Linked DNA regions of Gasterosteus aculeatus: region 1 is linked to region 2. The links are chromatin contacts, called in public Hi-C maps. All regions are on one chromosome and are shown on one strand. Each heading gives the region's core, a stretch centred on a gene start, on an enhancer-like site or on the middle of the called end of the contact. The rest is flanking DNA. Distances are from core to core; before and after follow the strand shown.

The links. A called contact is a pair of places that touch in the nucleus more often than the background predicts.
Region 1: a contact with region 2 is called in a Hi-C map of whole body, with 7 times the contacts expected there. The contact joins two enhancer-like sites. A contact is called at or near these places in 2 of 6 Hi-C or Micro-C datasets (skeletal muscle and whole body).

The regions. Positions count from the first base shown.
Region 1 is chr15:10,641,936-10,644,871 of fGasAcu3.hap1.1, forward strand. No RefSeq gene overlaps it. Among protein-coding and RNA genes, the nearest start is that of meis2a, 6.7 kb to the left of the region's middle. Within about 2 kb of position 1,391, at least 1 of the 9 cell types and tissues checked has open chromatin away from gene starts, as enhancers often do.
Region 2 is chr15:10,383,842-10,387,012 of fGasAcu3.hap1.1, forward strand. All of the region lies in intron 12 of dph6 (diphthamine biosynthesis 6), which reads right to left. Among protein-coding and RNA genes, the nearest start is that of LOC120832506, 20 kb to the left of the region's middle. Within about 2 kb of position 1,625, at least 1 of the 9 cell types and tissues checked has open chromatin away from gene starts, as enhancers often do.

The sequences.
Region 1 (2,936 bases), core at 141-2,640, 260 kb after region 2:
AACGTCCTTCGATTTGCTCCTCTTTTTTCAAAATGTGTGCAGCTCATGAGTAAAAGATTTCACTGAATCTTCCCTCTTTTTCTCTCTCTCTTTTTCTCTCTCTTTAACACACACACACACACACACACACTGCAGAGACTATGAACTAATCAAATGACTGAACACGAGAGACGAAAACCATTTATTTTAGTTGTAATAAACTTGAGCTGTTCTCCACTCGCATTTATGGAGTAACCCCTTCATGTCTGACCTCCATTCACAGCATGGGACGGTCCCAGCAGAATCCCTCCCACCCCCCGACTGCTGAACGTTTAAAAAAACACCCACGACTTGCTTAACACAACATAGTCTTACTCACGACTCTGCTTGTTTGAAAGGCTTACACGAAACAATGCGGGTAAACAAATGCAGATGGTTTGTCAGTTTGTGTTTTTGTCCCCCTGGTTCTTCTTGTTTTCCTTTCATTTTCCTCTCCCGATACCCAGAGCCCAGCTCTCCCTCCCTGCCCCCCCCCCCCCCCCCCCTCCACTCTGGTTCTGCAGGAGTTCACATGATCAAGCAAGGTACCCAGGTAATTACCTGGCATTGTCAAATAAAGCGACCACTGATTCAAATGAGGAGTGAAATATCAAAGAGCGGCAGTTGCCTTTGCAGCCACTACTTATCCACGCAGGAGACAGAGAGGAGATCTGAGAGCTGCACAGAGGCAACAACAACAACAACACTGAGCCTTCCCCTGCTAGATAAACATCACCAATGGAAGCAACATGCCCGGGATCACTAGTAACAGCGGATTTATTTGTATTACATATCCTGCTTATCGTTATTAGCTCGTGGTTTGCTTTATAGTGGCCGCGGTGCAAGTTTAACAGGAGGGATTTAGCTGTATTCTCCAGACCGTGCTAGTGTGCAGGCTGCTAGTCTCTCTCTCTCTCTCTCTCAGAGGATGGAAATGTGATGGTGCTCCGAAGCCGTCAAAAGAAGGGCAGTGTTTCTAAACTTCTATGGCTGCATTCACTCTGTGTTCTTTGGATCACATGCAAAAGGGAGAAAGAATCTAACAGGGCCTCAGTGTGCGGCACCGCGTCTGAAGTCCTCGGCCTAATCAGCCGGGATAAGCGCGGCAATCATCCATCGTTTGCAGGGTCGGGCCTTGATTTTTCCTGCAGACTGAGAGTCGCGTGGGCTGAAATAAACTTTTGAAATAAGCGCACGGCCCCCGTTTGCTCTGGTGGCTCCCGCGACTTAATCTAATACACTACGTAATTCCTCCTGCCGAGGCCGTGATTCGGGGGCGGGGTTGACAACAAGACCTTTGACACTTTGACACAGTAAGTGGAAGGTGATCCCAACGAGCGATGTCATCGCTCTGGCAGCAGCAACTCCTGAGAAACCTCATTCCTGCTCCCTTCCCGTTCGAAGTAGACAAGCGGCGTCCTGGGATTTCAGCGGAGTACAGAGAGCACCTGTAATTTGACTTGCCACGTCTAAACGGAAGTTGAATAGGTTACATTGTGCAACAACAAATAAAATGCTCATAATGCTTTAGTGACTGTTTTTCATGGTTGGAGGCAAAATAGGGTCTGTGACAATATTTGAGTGTTTAATGCTATAAACACACAGACTTCCCTCCCTCTGGCATGTGGGAGGCTCCCAGGGACACTTGGAATGTAAATATTCATTGGGTGATGTGATGGGCTATTAATTATTAAGCACAGAAAGGAAGTGCAATATTTCAGCATTTAACACATGAATCTTGTTTTTTATTTGCTGCAACCTTTGGCTGAACGTTTTGAGACATATTTCACAAAAGGCTGCTCGATGAAAAGCTTGAGAATGAACTCTACAAAGAGCAATAATTCTCAAATAGAACACGAGCAACAAGGGGGGGGGGGGACATACATAATTAACATCTGACCTCAAAGGCAAAATAAGTTCAAAGGATCACAGCAGAGCAACAAATATTATTTGTCTTTTAAAGTTGTCCCTTTGAAAATAGTGCTTTGACCGCCTGTACCTTTTTTTTTTTTTTTAACATTTCCTTTGATTTGTCATACTTTAAGTGGGAGTTTGAGCACTTCCTGCGTAACTTTCCAGGTGAACCACATCAGCAATCATTCCTGCAGCTGCGCCTCATGACAGAGGGGCCACCAGCGATAGGTGGTCGGAGGTCCATGCTTCACATACCACGCATCTGACAACCGAGGAGTGAAGTGGTCCGATATGACCGTAAAGTTAGAAGGGGGGTAAGTGTAATTTTATATGGACACTGACAGTTTGGTGCTGGAGAGGACTCGTGTTTAAAGGCGCCGCGTTTGCCACAAAGGAAAACACACGCACGGTCGTTTTCTTCTGGCTCTGGAAGCGGCGTGCGTCTCTGAGAGCCGCTGATACCAACCGGAACGGACTTTTCAATTAGAAGAGGAAGAGTAAATGACCTGGATAGGATCAGGTCTTTGAGGGTTCACATCCTGTTGTGCCTGTGACATCATCTGCGTTGACATAAGTCAAAATGTAAAAAGGACCCTGCCACTCCGTCACGTCCCGGCAATTCAATACAAGTCATTTGTGCTCTGAAAAAACTCATCTGAGTGGAATTGAATTAACAATTTCCCTAGCTGATTTGGTCTTTTAAAACCCTCATTACACAGAAGCATTGTATATATTATCGAATCCCTTAGAGGAATACGGAACGAGGAGTCTACGTTCATCCTATCATCATCCAGTTGTAATATTATAATCAATTAGCATGGATGAGCTAATTGTCCAATCTCTCACTTGCTAATTAACCCCAGAAATATAAATGGGACAAACTAATGCACCACTTTTTTTTTTTTTTAAAGGGGATGCACAAATTGAGCTCATGCTTTAGTTAACATGGTTGGTTTCTTCGGCGAGTCTTCAATATGTATGAGCTACATCAAAGCGTTGGGATA
Region 2 (3,171 bases), core at 375-2,874:
GTCCTTGGGCAGGCTGGCTAGACGGCCTCAAAGTCCTTAGTCCTTACTTTCCCCCACTGTTTTTCCGTTTTTGTCAAAGTCCAAATGTTTGTGTAAATTAGCTACAAATTCCATCTCTTGAGATCTACTAAAATGGATGGAGGAACATTTTGGGGAAAATTATAAAAAGATAATTTACAAATTTCATGTGGTTATAATCAAATATAGTTTATAATTTATTTTTTATTTTAATATATTTTTTGACTATCGTCAAATACTGAGAATCAAACATACCTGAAAAATGTATTAAAAACAGATCCTTACTTATCCGTACTGGAATTATTACAATTTTCATTTCACTGTAAAAGTGCACTAGAGAGAATAACTCAAAAAAGCAAACTGCCCTGAAAATGAACTGAATCCCTGGTGAAAAATAGAGCAAATCTTATTATTTGTGTCGGAGCATCAAATTCAACTTAATACATTTTGACGTGTGGAAAATATTGTGTGCTCTATATTGTATTTAATAAAATACCCTGAGCATCTCAACTACATGACACTAGCAGACTTACGGGGACTGACATCTCCTTACATAATAAATGCTTGATATCAATAATAAATATATATTAAAAGTGAACATGCTGATATGTCTGCAGAAAAAAAAGGGGCTGTATATTATTCATCTGCAGTCGTTTTTACCTCGCTAAAGCGTGTTTTGATGACAATGGCATTTGAAAAATGAATGACCAAAGGTTAAAAGTTACAACTCAGAACTAAGAATTACTCCATGTGAAATTTTGGATGAAGCAAGTGGCTGAAAGCAAATAGAATGTAAACTCTTGTTTGACTCATCTATAGTACCGAAAAAAAAGTCAGCTAATAATGAAGACAAAATGGCGATGCTCGTACGCTACTGCAAGCAGATGTAATAATCATATCTAACCAGGGCGCTGACGGCCCCGTTTAATGGGCCCAACTGATAGTCATGGAAAAACAGGAGACAACTATTATGGGAACAATCTACAGTATAACGGCAGTTTTCTAAAATACACAAGTGACAGCGCGGCGCAGCACAGCAGTCAGCGGGCGAACCTCCTGCAGCAACAAGCACGACGCCTCGGTTGGTGACGATCAGTGTTACGGACATCGCGTTGTCATGGTTTATCGTTATAAATCATCTATCATGATGAATGAATATAATTCTACTCGTTTCATTCTGCTCTGAATGTTTCATAACCGTACTTTAAAAATACAAAATTTGTATTATTATTTGTTAAACTGTGCATACTGACAGCTATTACTGTAACGTTTCTGTGTTACTTGTAGAGATAAAAGATATTGGCTTTAAGTTAAACATTGAAAAGTTAGAGGGTTGCATTTCTTCCTAACGCTGCTCCCTATTAGTTTCTGTATGTCACCACAATAGTATGTGTGTGGCGAACGGCTGCTGCATTGTTCTATCTGTATTTGCCACATGAGTATATTTCACAAGGAGCATCTTCCAGTCCCTCCCTATCTGCGTGCTGTTGTGTGTGTGTGTGTGTGTGTGTGTGTGTGTGTGTGTGGTTATGTGTGCGCGTGCAGGCCCTGTCAGCTATGCCCTCTCGTCACCGCAGGGGGAAGAAACACACCCGGGCAGCTCTGAATATAGTGGCTAGTTACCATAGTAATGGGATGGTCATACGTCTCTCCTCTCGCAGACAGTGATGGGAGTGGACAGGACGTGGCGCTATGCTTTTTATCTACGCATTTGGTATTCAGTTATTTCATCCCACAAATAAAAAGCCGAGCCACTGCACCTCTACTTTTTCGAAAGCAAGGGGGGGGTAATGCGGAAATAAAAAGTTGGATATAATAAATCAATCACGGGACTACAAACGACGATGTGTTTTGACTGAGTGTTTGTGATTGCAGTTGTAACAGCGCAGATGTCTTGGCATGTATCTGCTGTGGCGGGGTCTTTATACGACGCTGTTCAGATCCCTTCTTGATATCTGAACCGTTTGCCCCTCCGATGCTCCTCGGCAGTGACAAAGGGAGAAGAAAACAAGAGAGTCATGTTGCATGAGGTTGTTTCAAATTAGAAGAGAAAAGGGTAATCCGTTTATCAAATGAAATGCTATTCATACATCATTACTGATTCAATTCATCTAGATTCCATTAAGTGGTCTAGTATATTCTGTAAATATACTGTAGCCACAAAACTAATGTATTATTACTTGTTTGCACCGCAAGTAGAAAAGAAATTTAAGAAAGAGAAGATCTACAAAAGGTGACGGACTTCGGTGGGGGGGGGCTGACCCTTCAACAGAGACACCAGTGACCTGTTCTCTTAAGGCTTCCTAGCTGATTGAGGGTGGTTATTTGGGACACACATTACTTACACAGCATAGATTTACACGCACATGGGGTATAGGTGTATTTCCACATCATCCACTATGTAAAAGAGGAAAAAGATGGACGATGGCTGTGGGTGTCCTGTCCTTGCTTCACATGGCTTGTTGACATGGACCAAGGCAGTCAGGCACCAATAATACATGAAGAGCTGTTCAAAGGCAATTAGGATCAGTTGTCAGGGCCGGGCCCATTAATGAGTGGGAGTGTGGCAGGGGCCGGGGTGGAAGCGCAGCGCCGGCGCACGCGTCCGCCTGAGTGTCGATGCACTCTGACAGATCCAGTCCTTCCCCTGTCCTCGCCTGGTACAAGCTGATACCAGCCTGTCCCCACGTGGTGCAGCGGCGCCAGCAGCAGAAGCGGGGCCGGATGATCTATTGAAGAACGCACTGGCTCGGGAAAATGACCGCCGCTACGGCAGGGGTCACCCTCTACGCGGTCACAGCGGGGGTTGGGGGGGGTAGGGGCGAGCGGCACGTTGGATAGCATTGTGAGGAACATAATTACCTCCTCTGCAGACAACCGCTTCCCTTAAAGCTGCCCCCCTTATCGGATAAAAAAACAAAAAAAAAAAACATAGTCGGATATGACCTTTCACATATATGTGTACACATTTACAGGCCGTAGTCTCCACGCCGATATACATGCTAGGATGGGAGGCTACGTTAGTGAAGGGGCGTAGAAGAGCCTGTTCTGCATGCGACCACACGACCAAACATTGACCAACAAATATTTAGGAGGAGTGCGTTTTCCCGATTTGCCCATTTGGTTTGTCTGCCTTTTCTATTTGCTCGTCAA